3 separate regions of the Mus musculus genome follow, and all the other regions are linked to region 1. A link is a contact called in public promoter capture Hi-C data. All regions are on one chromosome and are shown on one strand. The core of a region is the stretch at or near the end of the contact, and the rest is flanking DNA. Distances in the headings are between cores, read along the strand shown.

Region 1 (3,628 bases), core at 461-2,960:
GCAGACTGACAGCATTCCTGCTTTCAAGTCCTTGGTTACATACTGACAAGAGAAATTGCTGGGCCTTGTGGTAGCTCTGGCTTTTCCATAAAGGTTTCTGTAGCAACTACGTCATTTTGCATTCCTACCAGCAATGTGAAAAGGTTCCAGATTCTCCACATACTTGCCAACACTTTTTCCATTTTTCCATTTTTGTGCTTTTTTTTTTTTTCTGTACTTGCAACCTTAGTGTGAAGTGTTTTGTGAATTTGGTTTTTTTTTTTTCCCCTCTGTTGATTGGCCACAATGAGTATCTTGTTGGCTGTATGGGTCTTAGCTACTTAGTCTTTAAAAACATTTAAGTCCTTTGCCTATAATTAAATTAGGGATTTCATTGTTGAGTTTTAGTTCTTTATGTAATCTGGACACTAGGTATCTATTTTTTGGCTACAAGTGATTTATCACTTGTTGAAACATTGTTACCTTTTAAATGTAGAAAACTCAAAAGAGGGCCGAGCTTGGTGGCTCAAGCCTTTAATCCCAGCACTCCGGAGGCAGAGGCAGGCAGATTTCTGAGTTCGAGGCCAGCCTGGTCTACAAAGTGAGTTCCAGGACAGTCAGGGCTATATAGAGAAACCCTGTCTCGAAAAAACAAACAACAAAAACAAACAAAAAACAATAACAAAAACAAAAGAGAGAAAGAAAGAAAGAAAGGAAAACTCAAAAGAGATGGAAACAAGACGGCCTATGAGAGTTAAATAACAAAGGGGTTTCCCATCTAGGGCTGTGTGGGGCCACAAATAGGGCTATGGTCAGACCCTCACAGCAACACCAGCCACAAAAAGACAAAGGGCAAGGTAGTACTGTATAGTATTGTCCCTATTTCTGTTTCAAATATACATAGAATTATAAAAATAGAAACGTCAAAATGTTAACACTAGTGATCTTAAATAATCAGAGTGTTTATTTGTTTTTGTTGTTGTTTTTTGTGTTGTTGTTGTTGGTGTTTTTGAGATATAGCCCTGACTGTCCTGGAACTTGCTCTGTAGTCCAGGCTGGTCTCAAGAGCAGAGATTCACCTGCCTCTACCTCCCAAGTGCTGGGATTAAAGGAGTGTGCCACTACCTGGCATATTGATCAGGTTTTTAAAAATTCTTGTCAACTTTCTAAATTTTCTCCAGTAACGTATGATTTTTGAGTTGGAAAATTATAAAGTTTTTGTTTGTTTGTTTGTTTGATACTAGAATGGAAGCCAAGGTCTCCTGTCTGCTAGGAAAGGACTCTACCAACTGAGGTACACCCTTAGATCAAGAACTGGGTATTTTTAAGGTATTCTCAAGTGTTACTGCAATTTTGCAAGACTCTTTACATCACGTACACAGCCTCAAAAAAGGAAAAATCTCACGAGGAGCTTGAGGGTTACCCGTTTTCTTCCTCCTTGCCAAGATTTACAAACTCCAAGGGCAGGAAAGCTTTCAGAACAGAAAAGTCTGACTAAAACGAAAATCTGATTCAAGTGAAATGCAGCCCTAAGGTTCACAGTGACAGGCTGAGAGCCCGCCCTGAGTCTGCGCAAACTCATTTAGGCCGCGCGCAGAGGCTCCGCCTCCCGCCTGCCCGCACTAAGGTTGGGCGTGCCCGGCGCCAGGTCCCGCCCACATACCTAGGCCCCGCCCCACACGCAGGCCTCGCCCCGGAGCCGCAGCCTGCTAGGCCGTAAATTTGCATTCAGAGCTGGCCGACCCAGGGCCCGCCCACTCTGTGCTTCACTCCGCCCGCACCGCCCGCGACCCCGGAAGTCGGAGATGGTGGCCCAGTGGCTCCACCTCCAGCTGGGCAAGGCTCCGCCTCTAGACAGGGCCCCGCCTCTCAGCTGCGAACCGCGGCCTCCAAGTATGCCGCACCCTGGACTTCATTTCCGGCGCAGGCTACTTAGAAGTCACGCCCCCAGACTCGAGAGGCCCCGCCCTACGTCTACCGCGAGTCTGCTTCCGGGGTGGAGCGTGAGAGTTGTGTGTTATTTTAAGGGCTGTGGGCGCCGTGGGCGCACTTCTGCCTTTTCTGCTCCCTCTGTACCCCCTCAAGGTGTGAGCGTGGAGCTTTCTAGGTCCCTAGAGGGGGCAGGCCACGGCACCGTCTTGGCGGCGGAGTCCTGGCACCGGGAACCCGAGGCCCCTCCTACTTTAGACTGTAGCCTCCCTCTGTACCAGGAGCGACGTGGCCCTGCCGGGTGCTCAGCCCTATCCAAGAAATGCAGAGCCCAGGCTAGCCCCGCAGTGTGAACGCCCCTTTTGGAGGTCTGCAGGCCCAGAGACGAGAGCGCCTATTTGTTGACAGCCACTTTTCAGGAAGGCCCGCACATGCTTCTGATGTGCTGTCGCAGGGCTCCTAGCCACTGTGGCCAGCACTGTCCCTCCACAGAGAGACAAGTCCTTCCACACCCTGGTTCTGATTCTCTGGTTTAATCTGTTCTGCTCAGCTGGAGCACATAGTTCCTTTCCGTGGTCACCTCTCGTCGCCAGCACTGCCCCGTTCATCATTCTTTATTCCTAGCCAGAAGACTTTAAGCATCCTGGAGGTGCCTGATGTCCCCACCCCAACTTGTTCACCGAGACCATCAAATAAAGGTTCTTTAACCTTTAATAATGGCTCATACAGAGGACCCACTGTGGCTTAAAACATCATGGGGTTGCTTAATCTACTAAATGTCCTGGCTTATCAACTCAGCACACTGGAGCATGTGGTTTCCCCTGGTGATGGCCAGCGTTGAGAAAGGGTGCTTATATCGCATTATCACCAGCATGGAAGAGATCAAACTCAAAATCCCAAGTAGTGTTTCTGCTGATGCCTGTCGCTTCTGCACCATTACAAGATCAACCCCCAAATGAAACATTGTAGATTGTGCATCATTTGTGCGCTGTCTTTCTTTGTACCGGAGTCAGGAGTGGGTTGCAGAAGATGGTCTCTATGATGCCTTTGAAGAACATGGAAAAGTAGGTGATTTCCAAGCATCTGGTTTGTTGGACCAAGCCTGCCAAGCCACTCTCAGGGACAGAATGTGTATGAAAGAGACCACCCAGTGTTCTCATATATAATTTTGAAGAAACCAGCCTTGTGCACTGAGAGTGCCTCTCTCTTCTGCACCTACTGCTCTCCTTGGGATAGCCTAAGGTATCTTATTGGTTCCATAGTGTCTTTCCAGGTCTTATGTGGTGGCTGTTGGCAGCAGTGGGTACCTAGCCCTGGGCTTGAGGTTCTACCTCATTTGTTTGCAATAGTCCAGATTTTCTAGACTGAAATGTGCCTCAGAGAGGCAGCCTTACAGTGCTTTGGTTTTTTGGTTTTTTTTTTTTTTCTTTCTCCATATTAGAAGACAAAGCTTGGGAACTGGATGGGCACCTCTATAAAAAGAAAACACATGGTTTCCAAGAGAATGGCCTCTCTGGTTTTTGTTTTGTTTTGTTTTGTTTTTTTCCCACCAATTGTGGACAGAGGCACACTTCAGCCCAATAATTTCAAGTGAGTCGAGGAATCTCAACTCAGAGACCAGTGCCCCCCTTTTTATGGGAAAAAAAAAGAATAAATGTGTCTTGGGTGTGGTCCAAGGAATAAGGACTCTTGGAGCTGAACAGGACTTAGTAGGAGGGTC
Region 2 (3,628 bases), core at 366-2,865, 2.5 Mb before region 1:
AAATGGCTTAATCATTGTGGGTGTCAATCTCTCTTACGACCCAGAAGACATGTGACAATAAGAGCTGGTGAGCTGGGTGGCACTGAGATTGGAGGGAGCTTGTCTCCTTTCAGTGTAGGAGGCAACAGTGTTTACTAGACACAGGCGTAGGGAAGGATTGGCATAGCTGAGCAGATCAGTGTCTGGGAAAACAGTTCCTTAAAAAAATAAAAAGGTTTATTTATTTTATGTATGTGAGTACACTGTTACTGTCTTCAAACATAGCAGAAGAGAGTACATCAGATCTCATTACAGATGGTTGTGAGCCACCATGCTGCTGGGAATTGAACTCAGGACCTCTGGAAGAGCAGTTGGTGTCTTAACTGCTGAGCCATCTCTCCAGCCCCAGGAAAACAGTTCCTGACACCTACAGCAGTGTATCTATATGCCTGCTGACCACGGGCCGACTTAACCACTTTTTCACCTGCACATTTATAAAAGCTAGAAATGGCTATCGATGTTTAAGAGTATGTTGAGTCTGACTGTCTCACTTAAGACATCAGGGCATACATCCATGAATGCCAATGCCACCCTCTTGGAACTGTTTTGTCTGTCTTTGCCTGAGGCCAACTCAGTTGGGGCACTCGGTGGCCTTGGGAAAGTCTTTCTCTCTGGCTCCAGCTTTCCCGTTTGTGAAATGCGGAATAAAATAGTTAAGCAACAGCGGAGCGCCTGGAGCACCAGCTACTCAAGAGACTGAGGCAGGAGGATGGATTTGAGATCAGGAGTTCCTGGATAACATGGAGGACGCCGGCTCTCAAAACGGAAACAAACTGGCCTGTCATCTCAGCCCTTGAGAAACGGGAGGAGGAGGGAGACTCTTGGCGTTTTAAGGCCAGCCTCGGAGACGCAGCGAGTTCGAGGCTCGCTCCGGCTATGTGAAAGCCGGCCTCAAGAGAAAACAAAACGATCAGACAACCATTACAGATATCACAGTGAAAGGAACAAGGCGTCTCGCCTATGAAAGAGCTCTTTGCTTAAAACGGGTCGGGCTAAGCACCGTGGCATAGGAGAACCAGCAGAACTGGCCATAAACAGCTCTGGGCTGGCGGCTCCTCCGCTCAACTTCCGCCCTCTTAACTCCCAGGACCTAAAGGCCGAGCGGAGACGGCGCCACCGTGGTCCCCCCGGACCCGATCCTCCGGGGAGCAAGGCCCTGGCCCGCCCAGCCCTCGGCTCGCCTGCGATCGGGCCTCCCGGGCCTCCCGGGCCCAGCAGCCAGTGGACCGACCAGCAGCTGGGCCCGCGCGGCCGGGCCAATAAGGAGCGCGGCGGACGCAGGGGGCGGGCGCAAGCGGCGTCGCCCCCCGGAGCCGCTCCCTCCTCCGCCCCCGAACCCCAAGAAGCAGCGAGGCCCCTACGAGCCTCGAGGAAAAGGGAAAGGGCCGCTCACCGTCCCTTGGCCGCCGTCCCGCGCTTCCGGATGAGCTCGTCCAGCGAGAGATCGGCCATCTTGCGGCGCGCAGCTAGCGGAGAACGGAGGAGAAGCCGACTGCGGCGAGCCCGCCCCGCGGCCGGAGTCAAGAGCGGCTTCCGGCAACCCGGACGGCCAACTCTCGCGACAGCTCAAACGAAAAGCTCGAGACGGAAGGGGTGGAGCCTCTCTCCCCGTGAGCCTTTGCGGTGCTCGCTTCTAATTTGCATGGAGGAGTCCGGAGCCTTATGGGCTCTCTCTCCCCCCTCCTCCTTTTGCTAATGAGGAATTAGAATTATATCGATCATAAACCATTAAAAAGCATTATCAAGAGGACAAGTCTTTTAGTCATACAGCCGATCGGACACTCACCATACTTGTAATGAGAATATAATTTCTTACCCCTGAGGAACGTAGACACGTTCCTCATGCCTTAAACTTATGAGTAAGGAAAATAACGATTCGGGGTGACGCCCGAGTCCTCACTGCTTATGTGAGAAGAATTTTTGAGCGGGTATAGGTTGCAATCTGAGGCGACCCGCCTACTTTGCGGGATGCCTGGGTGACGCGATCTGCCCGACCCCCTAATTCTACAAGAATAGAAAGCTTAGCAGCTCCTCTGAATGGTTGCTCTCAGGTGCTAGTGGTTGCAAGTCGTATGTTGATGCCTGCCTTTGCCCTACCTGGTGTGTGAGCGTGAGCGCGCCCCACCTCTCCAGCCTCTCTCTTACTGTTTTTCAGACAAGATGGGACTGTTGTTCTCCTACTGCTATGTACCTCAATTTCAATTGATCATGCCTGGACATAACTGCCCATGTTGTAAGGTCGTCTACGTTGTAAGGTCGTGCTCAGTTTCTGATGCCTAGACTAGTCACCTTTCCGTTTGCCTCCTGACTGTGTAAATGAGGCAAATGAAGGTGGTCTCTTAACTGACATGTTAGTGTTTGACCTATGGGATAGTTTCTCATTGTTGAGACAGAATTTCTAGAAGCTGGTCCGCTGAGCGGCTAAGAGCACTTGCTGATATTGCAAAGGATCTACCTGGGTTTGGTTCTCAGCACTCACATGGAAGTTCACATGTAACTCCAGTGCCAGGAGATTCAATGCCTTCTTGACCTCCCAGGCTATTGCATACATATACATACATACATACATACATACATACATACATACATATATGTGTATACAGGCAAAACACTCATAAACATAAAAATAGATAATTTTTTCAAAAATAAAAACATGATGCTCTTGGGTCAGTTTCTCATGTTCCCTTGAAAATGTACATGTTGGGGCTGGTGAGATGGCTCAGTGGGTAAGAGCACCCGACTGCTCTTCCGCAGGTCCAGAGTTCAAATCCCAGCAACCACATGGTGGCTCACAACCATCCGCAACAAGATCTGACTCCCTCTTCTGGAGTGTCTGAAGACAGCTACAGTGTACTTACATATATTAATAAAATAAATCTAAAAAAAAAAAAAAAACTATCTGCCATATGGAACATTTAAAAAAAATGTACATGTTATGAAAGGAAGGCCTTCCTAAGAGACAAGAATCAGTTTCCCACAAGAATATTCACGAGCTTGGCTCAGGAATCCCAGGCTACTAGTTTGAAATGCCCTATGACTGAGGCTTTGGCAAAGTGGGGACTTTGATCAACCTGGACTGCCCCCATTCTCAGGACATAGACTCTACAACTGGAACCCCATCCCTGCTGCCAGGGCCTGAACTACAGGTCCACTACCGGGTCAGCCATTAAAAAACAAAACAAAACAGAGCATCAGGGTTCAATGGAAGGCTTGGCAGGATCCAGGAAAACCCTAAGGTTCAGCATCCGATACTGGAGAAGCATCCTGGTCCTGGTGGTAGAACTGCGAGTGGGTCTAGACTTGATCTCTTTAAGTAGAGAACACCAGCATACAACACACTCGTACCTCTACGTGCACACGAGGAAGAGAATCCCAGGGTGGGTAAAGGTTTAACCTCACTGCTGGGGCCAAGTTGAGCTATGCAGAATATAGGAACAGGCCAGAGGGGTCTTGCCTATAAGGTCCTAACTCCTCTAACAGTGAAGTTGTTAAAATGTTTTCCTTCAGTACATGGGACTATAAGGAAATTATCTGTAATGGCTGGTCCTGGTTGTCAACTTGACTCTATCTGGAATGAACTACAATCCAG
Region 3 (3,628 bases), core at 372-2,871, 2.1 Mb before region 1:
AAGTTTAAACTCACATAGGAGGCTGTGCTTGTAAAATTTCAAATCTTTGCAGCCCAAATTTACATCCACAGGCTGTAGCAAGAAGGTAGTAGCAACAACAGTCGAGTGCGCCAGAGATGTATACAGTTGCATACTGATGTCATAACACACAGCATGAGGCCGCTGGACCACAACCCACTTCCAAGGATCTGAAGGACAGAGGGACTCTGGCAAGAGCTCTAGGAGGACTAGCCAACCTAGACAAAATGAGCCACTGAGAGGGAAGATGCTTCAGTTAGTTTTCTGTTTCTATCACTGAATGACATACTGGGCCATTTATATAGAGTACAAGTTACCGTCCTCAGGGTTGTAAAGTTCAAGGTCAGAAGCTGCATCTCACAAGAGCCTCCTTGCTGGTGGAGACTCTCTACAGAATCCAAGGGATGTAGGGCTTCATCTGACAAGAGGGGCCCTATCCGAGAACCTGCACTGGCTGGCTTTGATACCAGACCTACACTCAGGATAACCGATGGATCTATTCCTGAATGAATCGTGAATGGATAGGGGCCACACCGTGAATCCTTGGGACATAGTCACCTCAAGGTCCACCTGGTCCCACTTGGTTTCACCTCTTGATTCTTCACAACGGGGACTAAATTTCCACCATAGATCCCCTCCCCCAGCTCCCTCTCCCCCTTCCCGGTGACAGTCAATCCTTTGCAAATACACAATAGGACGTGAAACCTATCCAGGAGGCAGACAAGGGTACGCCAGAGGGGCGCAGAGAGACTGAAAAGCTGTAGGCACGTACAAGGCATGTAGAGCCGTTGCCGCAGGGATTGGCAAGGCTGCAGAGGTGTGCTGAGAGATGTCTCAATCAGACCGCCTTCGGCTGCTGTGCTGCTGGTTAAGAACAGGAAGCCCGGGACTGGGACGATACCTTAGTGGGTCGCATGCTCACCTTTACCTTGCAGACACCAGGATCTGAGTTTCATTTCCAGAACCTGTGTTAAAACCCTGGGTATAGTAGTACACAGTTATAATCCCAGGGCCCAGGAGGTTGAAACAGGCAGATTGGTGGGGCTCCTTGCCCAGCCAGCCTACTCTAATTGACTCACAGGAAGAGGTTGAGGGCTGCCAGCAAGTGGGTGTGGCCAGGCATAGCGCCTAGGGCCTTACTAACACAAGAGGCAGAAAGCGGTTAGTTTTGTTTTCCTTTATTTTGGGCAGTGCTGGGGATTGAAACTCAGGGGCCTTTGCGTGCACAGAAAGTACTCCACAATGGAACTATATCCCAAGTCCCTCATTAAAACAAACAAACAAATAAACAAACAAACAAAAAACACAAAATACGGATAAGATGATAGGTAGAATTCAGCCAGGCACAGTGGGGGGGGGGGGGGGAATATAATACGCAGCTCAGACTGACTGCGAGCTCACTGTCATCCTCCTGTCTCGGTGTGAAATACAAACATGTGCCACCTCTGTGGCATTCGTTGTCTGCCTGTCTGCGATGCATCTCTCCCCTCTGTGTCCAGGCCCACGATGAGGAGAGAAAAAAAGAGGGGTGCCTGGTTGAGGGCGGGCCTGGGAAGGCAGGGTGCCTCCGGGTGCGGCGCAGGGCGGGGCGGGGCGAGGCGGGGTCAGCGGCTACCAACCTCTGTGCGCAGTGTCCTTCACGGAACAACCAGCGACTGCGTGAGCGGGGCTGTGGGTACGTGAGACCCTGACGGCGGGGAGCCAAAAGGGAAACTGAGGCCAGGTCCAAGCGGGAGGGACTCCTCCCGAGGATGTGCTGCTGAGGCTGAGGGTGTTTGGCCTTTGGGGACAGCGGCCAATGTCCTGTGCCTACCTCGGTGAGGCAGGAGTTGGCTGCTGCAGCTGGAGGCAGCTGGGCGGGAAGAGGAGATAGCCTCTGGCTGCTGGGAATCCTGCTTCCCCTGCAGAGGAGTTCTGGGATCCGTGGGAAACCGAGACTATGCAAAGCCCAGGAGCCAGGATTTGAGCGGCAGCTGCCTAAGCCTGCTTTGAGATCAAAGCCTGCATGTGTGGTGTGGACGCTTCTCCTGCGTAGTGATTTGTGAACTTGGGTACTGCGTGTGTGTGCCTGGCCGTCTCAGGGCTGAGACCCGCCAGCGTCTAGAAACTCTTGATAGTGGTAGGTACCTGAGGGGTGAGGCCGACAGACAGCAGGCTTGCTTTTTAAGCTTTTCTCTGATCGGAGTTTTCGGCTTCTGTTTGTGTTCCCCTTGTTAGGGGGTTGTGCAAGCGGCGCCTTGAAAGCCAGTTTTGTTTGATAAAGTTGCCACTCCGCCACGCCATTTCCCCACACCCCAGACCTCATGGTGACCAGTTCCTGCCGGTCCTAACTGACCTGTTGCTGGCGCGATGATTACTTTCAGAATGAGAAAAGCTGGCAAAAGGTATAAGGAGGATTTGCAAGTTCGTTAAAAACAAAAAGTCCTAAAATTCCTCGGGACAGAAACGGCTTTGCTGGAAGGAAAGCTCAAGGATGGGAGGAGCTTCACGCAGTGGACGGAAGAGGGCGTGGCCGGCTCCCTTCTGTTTCTGGGTCATAGTCTCTAGGGAAGCCCCAGGGCAACAGGTACCCCAGGCCCATTGGCTCTGACCTAGCTTCACAGATAGCAGCCTAGGAGAAGGAGGGCTCAGGCATCCTTTCTGGCTGTCCTACTAAGAGGTGGGGCCCGAAGCTCTATGGAGTGATGGTGCTAAGTATGGAGAGGGCGATGCTGTTGGCCTGTGTCCATCAGACACTGAGAAGAGAGACAGCCTGTGGACCTGATCCTTGCCCAGGGCATTGTATCCCAAGGGAAGGTGACCGAGAGTGGCCGAGTGTCATTGTGGATGTAGAGATACCAACCTGGAATGTTCTACAGTTTCCCCATCAGTTTCTTTCTTTCTTTCTTTCTTTCTTTCCTTTCTTTCCTTCTTTTTTTTTTAAAGATTTATTTATTTATTATATGTAAGTACACTGTAGCTGTCTTCAAACACCAGAAGAGGGCATCCGATCTCATTACAGATGGTTGTGAGCCACTGTATGGTTGCTGGGATTTGAACTCAGGACATCTGGAAGAGCAGTCAGTGCTCTTAACCCCTGAGCCATCTCTCCAGCCCCATATCAGTTTCTTTACCTGGAAGGTGACACTAGCAATAAACCCTTTCTGGGGACTGTGGATCAAAGAGAGGTGGCTGACCCCTGCCCTGTGGCTGCTGTGGGGAGTACATGAAGGTTTGACTGAGTGAGTGAGTGCCTTTGAGTAAGGCTTGGCTCCTTTACTGAGGCCCTGGGGTGGTGACCATCGAGAAGGCCTACTACCATACTCTCCTCTGTCTAGTCCTTATTCTTCTGTCCAAGATGCTCTCTGGAAATGAAAAGGTAGCCATCTCCTCCTCCCCTAGAGGAAGCAGCTGAGTGGTCCCTGAACTGATAGTCACAACCCTGGGTGGAGTTTTCCAGGGAGGTCTTGGTGTTCTGTCCTTCCTTCCTGGAACACCCCAAGGACCCTGAGCAAGCTGGTGACAGGGTGAAGCTTAGGATGTTACATGTCTTCTAGAAGAGACCGAAATAAAGGGTGAGTGGGTGGCTTTGCCCCTCTGAGTATCTCCGTCCTGCACTCTATACTATCCT

What was found. Promoter capture Hi-C pulls out the DNA fragments that hold promoters and counts their contacts.
Region 2: a contact with region 1 is called in a promoter capture Hi-C map of pre-B cells, with 3 times the contacts expected there. The contact joins the promoter of Poldip3 here to the promoter of D130051D11Rik in region 1. A contact is called at or near these places in 1 of 39 promoter capture datasets (pre-B cells) and 1 of 115 datasets of contacts at active chromatin or transcription factors (embryonic stem cells).
Region 3: a contact with region 1 is called in a promoter capture Hi-C map of liver, with 4 times the contacts expected there. The contact joins the promoter of Tspo here to the promoter of D130051D11Rik in region 1.

The regions. Positions count from the first base shown.
Region 1 is chr15:85,632,886-85,636,513 of GRCm38.p6, forward strand. It overlaps D130051D11Rik (a long non-coding RNA gene), which reads left to right and starts at 1,711. Exons shown (of 2, transcript XR_003951642.1): 1 at 1,711-3,150.
Region 2 is chr15:83,147,763-83,151,390 of GRCm38.p6, forward strand. It overlaps Poldip3 (polymerase (DNA-directed), delta interacting protein 3), which reads right to left and starts at 1,616. Exons shown (of 9, transcript NM_178627.4): 1 at 1,433-1,616. The coding sequence starts at 1,491. It overlaps Rnu12 (RNA U12, small nuclear), which reads left to right and starts at 1,883; the gene lies at 1,883-2,032.
Region 3 is chr15:83,561,952-83,565,579 of GRCm38.p6, forward strand. Tspo (translocator protein) reads left to right here and starts at 1,622. Exons shown (of 4, transcript NM_009775.4): 1 at 1,622-1,693.